2 separate regions of the Sus scrofa genome follow, and region 1 is linked to region 2. Evidence: chromatin contacts called from public Hi-C data. All regions are on one chromosome and are shown on one strand. Each heading gives the region's core, a stretch centred on a gene start, on an enhancer-like site or on the middle of the called end of the contact. The rest is flanking DNA. Distances are from core to core; before and after follow the strand shown. Region 1 holds the start of GSTK1 (glutathione S-transferase kappa 1). Region 2 holds the start of LOC110257570 (TRPM8 channel-associated factor 2-like).

The links. Hi-C and Micro-C count contacts between places; a contact is called where the count stands out from the background.
Region 1: a Hi-C map of liver shows a contact between it and region 2, with 13 times the contacts expected there. The contact joins the promoter of GSTK1 here to the promoter of LOC110257570 in region 2. A contact is called at or near these places in 1 of 5 promoter capture datasets (liver), 3 of 47 Hi-C or Micro-C datasets (heart right ventricle, liver and mesenteric adipose tissue) and 1 of 2 datasets of contacts at active chromatin or transcription factors (alveolar macrophages).

What each region holds. Positions count from the first base shown.
Region 1 is chr18:6,997,023-7,000,331 of Sscrofa11.1, reverse strand. GSTK1 (glutathione S-transferase kappa 1) reads left to right here and starts at 1,264. Exons shown (of 8, transcript NM_001315574.1): 1 at 1,264-1,480; 2 at 1,997-2,078; 3 at 2,267-2,395; 4 at 2,700-2,800; 5 at 3,082-3,117. The coding sequence starts at 1,409. LOC106508196 (a long non-coding RNA gene) reads right to left here and starts at 1,166. Exons shown (of 4, transcript XR_001304823.2): 1 at 967-1,166.
Region 2 is chr18:6,631,191-6,634,250 of Sscrofa11.1, reverse strand. It overlaps LOC110257570 (TRPM8 channel-associated factor 2-like), which reads right to left and starts at 1,269. Exons shown (of 8, transcript XM_021078927.1): 1 at 1,073-1,269.

The sequences.
Region 1 (3,309 bases), core at 15-2,514, 370 kb before region 2:
CTGAGCTGCGTCTGCGACCTACACCACAGCTCATGGCAACGCCGGATCGTTAACCCACTGAGCAAGGGCAGGGACCGAACCCGCAACCTCATGGTTCCTAGTTGGATTCAGTTAACCACTGCGCCATGACGGGAACTCCCTAGGGTTGTTTTTCAATGCATACAAATGAGTGGAATCTTTGTAAGTTTTCCAATTCATAAAATTAGTAATATTAAGAATAATTTAATAAAATTAAATGGAATTTTTAAACTTGTTTCTTTGCAATAAATGTAATTCAAGTACAAGACAATATGACAGGAGTTCCTGCCGTGGCGCAGTGGTTAAGGAATCCGACTAGGAACCATGAGGTTGCAGGTTCGATCCCTGGCCTTGCTCAGTGGGTTAAGGATCCGGTGTTCCCGTGAGCTGTGGTGTAGGCTGCAGACGTGGCTCAGATCCCCTGTTGCTGTGGCTCTGATGTAGGCCGGCGGCTACAGCTCTGATTCGACCCCTAGCCTGGGAACCTCCATATGCGGGAATCTCCATATGCCCCGGGAGCGGCCCTAGAAAAGCCAAAAAAAAAAAAAAGAAGACAATATGACATATTTACAAGTACGAAGACAACAGACTATTCCTCATTATCCCTCCAATTACCGCTGCAGTAAGGTATCCTCTCCTTCGTTCAGAATATATTGGTTATCAAATATACTCCAGACATTGTGCTAAACTCTTGAGAAATACAAAAAAAATTATCATTGGGTCACTTCTTACTCTGCCCAGTCCCAGAAAGTCTTGCAATTGCCAAGTAACACTAAAAGCTGAGGTGAATCGTAATCCTTTCACTCCCCACAAGCCTGAATAAGGCAGTGTTATTATTATGTAAACCCTATTTTTATGCCTATGTTTACGAGAGAGGAGGCCACTGCGGTTCAGAGAGGTCAACGGGCTTGCCAGAGGCTCACAGCTAAGTGAGAGGCCAGCACTCACCCTTAAACTACGTCCGTTTGCCCCGGACTCCACTGCAGGGCAGGGCGGTGACCGTGAGGTGCTTGGGTCACCACACCGGCGCGCTCCGCAGGGGATATCCTCTCACCCTCGCCTCCCGGGCGCTCTCCGCTTTTCCAGGGCACCCCACAGCCAGCCCGACTCTGCCCGCTGCGGGCTGCGCGGCCAGGGCGGGGCGGGCGAGGCGGGGCGGGGCTGTCCCCCGAGCCGGGGGCGGGGCTCCGGGGAAGGATGGGCGGGGCGGGGCGGATGGGCGGGGCGGGGCCTGACCCCGGGGAGGCCGGGAATCGGGGCGGGGCCGAAGGTGGGGCCCGTCCTCACTCTGCGCCTGGAGCCGCGGCCTGGACGCTGCGCGCAGGAGAAAGGGAACGATCAACGCTCGGCTTGCTGGGCCGCGCTTGCTTCTCAGTTGTCCGGCTGCAGCATGGGGCCTCTCCCGCGGACCGTGGAGCTTTTCTACGATGTGCTGTCCCCCTACTCCTGGCTGGCCTTCGAGGTGACGCCTGGGGAGCCGCTTCAGCCGGGGCTTGGAGAGCAGAGGGAAGGGCGAGCTTGGGGCGCGGGAACCGCAGTCTTGTGAAACTCCTGGCTCTGCCCGGCGCGTTTAAGACACGTTGATAGAGCCAGGGCTGAAGGTCACTGTGTCGGTAAACAGGATACGATCGCTGGCTCCAGGGAGAGCCCTTATATTCTAAAGTAGGGGTTTCCTACAGTGAAAGAGGAACAGCTCCAGAGAATGTAGGAGAAATCCATGGCACCGCCACTTCTTAGCCCTCAGATGTCAGTTTTGCGGGGTAGCGTGCAGAACAGATAAAAACTGTCCACAAAGATCCTGGGATGGATTTCTAGGCGTAGAGAGTTTTGCCATTTCAAACCAAGCACTTTAGGGCCTCCTCCTAAGCCCTTCCCTGCACGTGTAGCCTCTGGCTGGTCATTACTACGAACCTTTCCCTTCCCTCAGCCTTTTTCACTGCCCATCTTTCACTCTCCATCTTCGCCTCCTCTCCTGCAGATCCTGTGCCGGTACAAGAACATCTGGAATGTCAACCTGCAGCTGTGCCCAAGCTTAATTGCAGGGATCTTAAAAGACAGCGGTAGGAAGGCGTTTTCTCCAAGGATTTGAGGGAAGACTGACTTCAGAGACCCATAGGCGCTACCACTGGAGTTTCATATTGGTGGCAGCAGCCAGTAATATGCCCTCTGCCCAAAGCCTGGGAAGGAGTCCCCCGGGCCTGGGACTCTTAGGTGTCTCTTACCAGTGAGCCTAACTGTCCATTTTCAGGAAACCAGCCACCAGCTATGCTTCCCCGCAAAGCTGTGTACATGAAAGAGGACATTAAGCGACTGGGACACCATCTCCAGGTTCCCATCCACTTCCCCAAGGATTTCTTCTCTACAATCCTTGGAAAAGGTGAAAAACATGGGATATAGATGGGGCATCAAGTGGGGAGGAGTAGATTTGGAGATCGCAAGGCTGGGAAGAAGAGGCTTAGGTGCTACGTTAAGTGCAACAAACCTTGGGAAAACTCAGGATAAGAGTTGAGCGAGGTTGTGGGGACGTAAGGACAGGAAGAACAGGACTAATCAGTTCCCAGAAACTTGGGTGGGGGGCTGAGGGCAATGGCGCACTGCAGGGTGTCAGGTGCAGGAAAGAGCTGGTCTTCCATGGGAAGCAGGCTAGGAGGGCCCTACTTCTGAGGGCCTCTGCCCCACAGGAAGTTTGACAGCCATGCGCTTCCTCACCACCGTGAAACTGGAGCACCCCGAGATGCTGGAGAAAGTGTCCAGGGAACTGTGGATGCGCGTCTGGTCACGGGTGAGCGCAGGGCTCTGGGAACCCACGTGCGAGGATACCCAGTGTGACTTGGTGACCTTCCCCTAGGTCCTGCCCTCCGCGTTGTTCCCTGACCTGGTGCCCTCTGGGTCCTGCCCTCCGCGTTGTTCCCTGACCTGGTGCCCTCTGGGTCCTGCCCTCCCTGTTGTTCCCTGACCTGGTGCCCACTAGGTCCTGCCCTCCGCCTTGTTCCCTGACCTGGTGCCCTCCATCACACCCCTCACTCACCACCCCCCTCATACCAAGTGTCCTCTTCTTCCCAGGACGAAGACATCACAGAGCCCCAGAGCGTCCTGGCCGTGAGTGTCCCCTCTCATGGGGAATCTGAGTACACTTGGCATTGGGTGCAGAGAGGACAAGGTTTTCTTACTGGGTGGACGAGGTCATAGTTATTTGGGGAGGAAGGATGTTTGAGAGGCCAAATCACCAAAGCATTGGAACTAAGGACTCTTGAAAGAATATTTCATGGTTGAAAGAGGAAGTGCAGAATT
Region 2 (3,060 bases), core at 20-2,519:
CGCACCTGCCTCAACCCTGTCCTTCCTCCCTCCCGTCTGCACACACCACCAGCCATCTCACTTCATCTTTCATCTGTTTCTCAAGTGTCAGTTCAGCCAAGGCACCTTCACACCCAGATGAACCCAATCCGGTTTCCGTCTCATCTACAATCTTACTCAAGCCATCCCTTTTTTCTCCCCTTCATTTTTGAACGTTTTATACAAGTATAGTTGATTTATAAGATCGTGATAATTTCTGGTCTATAACAAAATTATTCAGTTACACATATACACATATCCATTCTCTTTCAGACTCTTTTCCCACAAAGAATATATTGCAGAATATAGGGTAGAGTTCCCTGTGCTATAACAGCAGGGTTCCGCTGGCCTCAAGCCATCCTACTCAAAGCTCTTCCTAATCAGAACCCTGCATTTTCATCGCCTCCCCCCAGGTAAGAGCTGAGCGTCTCACCCTGGTTAAGCCTCCAGGCTACCCACGGTTTTCTAGACTTTGTACCTTTCACATACTCGATAGCTCCAGGAGGTCTGGTTCCCTGAGCACTGCCCCGTATTTCCTAATACCGCCGCCAGGCAAGTGAATTCACAAAACTCCACAGTCTGCAGCTGAGGGCTGGAGCGTGCGCTGAGGGATCTCGGCTTGCCCCGTTTCCAGTAAGAAAAGCAGAGACAAGTCGCAAGCATGAGGTCAAGCTAACCGCCTCTGAGCAGACAGGGACATCTGTCACGAATCAGGACTCCCCAATTTTCCAGGAAAACAACCAAAAGACTCCAGAAGAAGTGTAAAAAGTTCTCAGAACTCGGATCCCAACTCTCCGGAACTACGTGCACGCGCGCGCGCGCAAAGACCCACCCACGCAATCACTCGTCTGTTCCCAAAGTCTTGACTCCCAAATTCCGAGAGGCGAGAGAAAGTGTATTGAGACAACTGTGGAAACGAAACGAAAACGTAAACCTAAGAACACCCCGACAGCTAGGCGTTCGCCGGCCTGCGTCCGGCGCCTGGCGGCGCACGCTCGGCCCCCACCGCACCCCATCCCGCGGACGCGCTAGCGAAAGCGCTCGGCAAACTCACACTGCGGCGGCCGGGTTGGTGCGCTGCGCGGGCTCGGGCGCTGAGGCCGGTGCGGCGGCTCTGCGAGCGGTCCTGGGGCGCGGCCGGCACAAGCTGGCGGACAGGGCGGGGAGTCGGAGCCGCGGTCAAGGCCACCTCCCCACGGCCCCACCCGTCCCGCCGCACCTGGGGCAGTGCCGGAGGCGTGCCGGGAACCGGCGGGGTGCGCAGCCCGCCCCCTGTGGGCGGGGTCCGTCCCCTGTGGGCGGGGTCCGTCCCCTGTGGGCGGGGTCCGTCCCCTGTGGGCGGGGTCCGTCCCCTGTGGGCGGGGTCCGTCCCCTGTGGGCGGGGTCCGTCCCCTGTGGGCGGGGTCCGTCCCCTGTGGGCGGGGTCCGTCCCCTGTGGGCGGGGTCCGTCCCCTGTGGGCGGGGTCCGTCCCCTGTGGGCGGGGTCCGTCCCCTGTGGGCGGGGTCCGTCCCCTGTGGGCGGGGTCCGCCCGCCCGCTGGGGCGGAGCCAAAGCCCGCTGCTCGACCCTCGGAGGGTTCCGGCGGTGCGACGGGAGCTCGGCGGCATTCGTGTCTGATTTGGTGAGGAGCGCAAGCGCCGCGTCTCCTACACACCAGACTCGGGGAGGACAAACCCCCCGCAGTGACCTACGCCGTGGCCGAGGGTCTGCTTTGGCCCAGCGTGGAGGCGGGGCCCCTTCGCTGCCGGAACTGCGACCGCCGCGTCGCGCTGGCCCGGCGCCTCCTGCGTTCAGGGGCTGCCCCCTGGTGGTCAGCCCCCGGCCGTGCACCCTGTGCAGGAGTTGATTTATTGGTGGGACGGGGCGCCCAGGGAGCTCAGCGTGAAGAGGTCGGTCTGGGGCTGTAGACTGAGGTGCTGCGCAGTGACAGGCAGGGAAGGAAACGTGCGTGTTACAGCACCAGACACGTCCATTGCAGCCAAGCTTTGGAGTGGCTGCCGCTTGAATTTCTACCTGAGAGGGGTGAGAAGGTCAAAATCAAGGTTAGCGTATTAGATTTACTAGGAATCTGATTTTGAACAGCTTTGCGCAGCAGATGCGCTATTTTTATTTTTGTGGAGGTTTTTTTTGGGGGGGGGGACAGGAAGCAGGAAGGGGTAGGAAAGTGAACGCTATAACTTGAGAGTGATTACGAGAAGGGAGCTTCAGATCCCTATAGCACCCTCCCCCCACCCTGTGGTGCTACCACTGGTTCTACCTGTAAATCTTCTCACTGTTGATAAAGTGATCGGATGTGTCCGTTTTTCTTAAATATTTATGACTGTCTCTTCGTTTTGTTTTCTTTGTTTGTTTTTTGCTTTTTGGGGCCTCACCCCCAACATATGGACGTTCCCAGGCTAGGGATGGAATCACAGTTATAGCTGCCAGCCTACACCACAGCCACAGACAGAAACGTGGGATCCCAGCCGCCTTTGCGACCTACGCCACAGCTTAGGGCAATGTGTGAGCCCAACTAGACCCACTGAGTGAGGCCAGGGATGGAAACTGTGAGGACACAGGGAGAAGGTGACCGGCCCAAGCCACCGAGAGAGGCTTCTGGGAAGCCAAACCGTGCTGGCACCTTGATATTGTTCTTCCAGCCTCCAGAACCATGACAAAGTACATTTCTATTCTTTAAGCCAAAGACAGCTCACAATTATCTAATCAGTCTAACTGCCATTTGTAGCAACACGGATGGGTCTATCCTTAGAAACTGTCATACTAAGTCAGGCTGTGAAAGACAAACGCCATATGATATCACCTATATGTGGAATCTGAAGAAAGAATACAAATGAACTTATTTGCAGAATAAAAATAGACTCTCGGGGGAGTTCCCGTCCTGGCACAGTGGTTAACCAATCCAACTAGGAACCATGAGGTTGCGGGTTCCATCCCCTGCCTTGCTCAGTGGGTTGGGGATCCGGTGTTGCCATGAGCTGTGGTGTAGGTCGCAGAGGCGGCTTGGATCCCGCGTTGCTGTGGCTGTGGTGTAGGCCGGCGGCT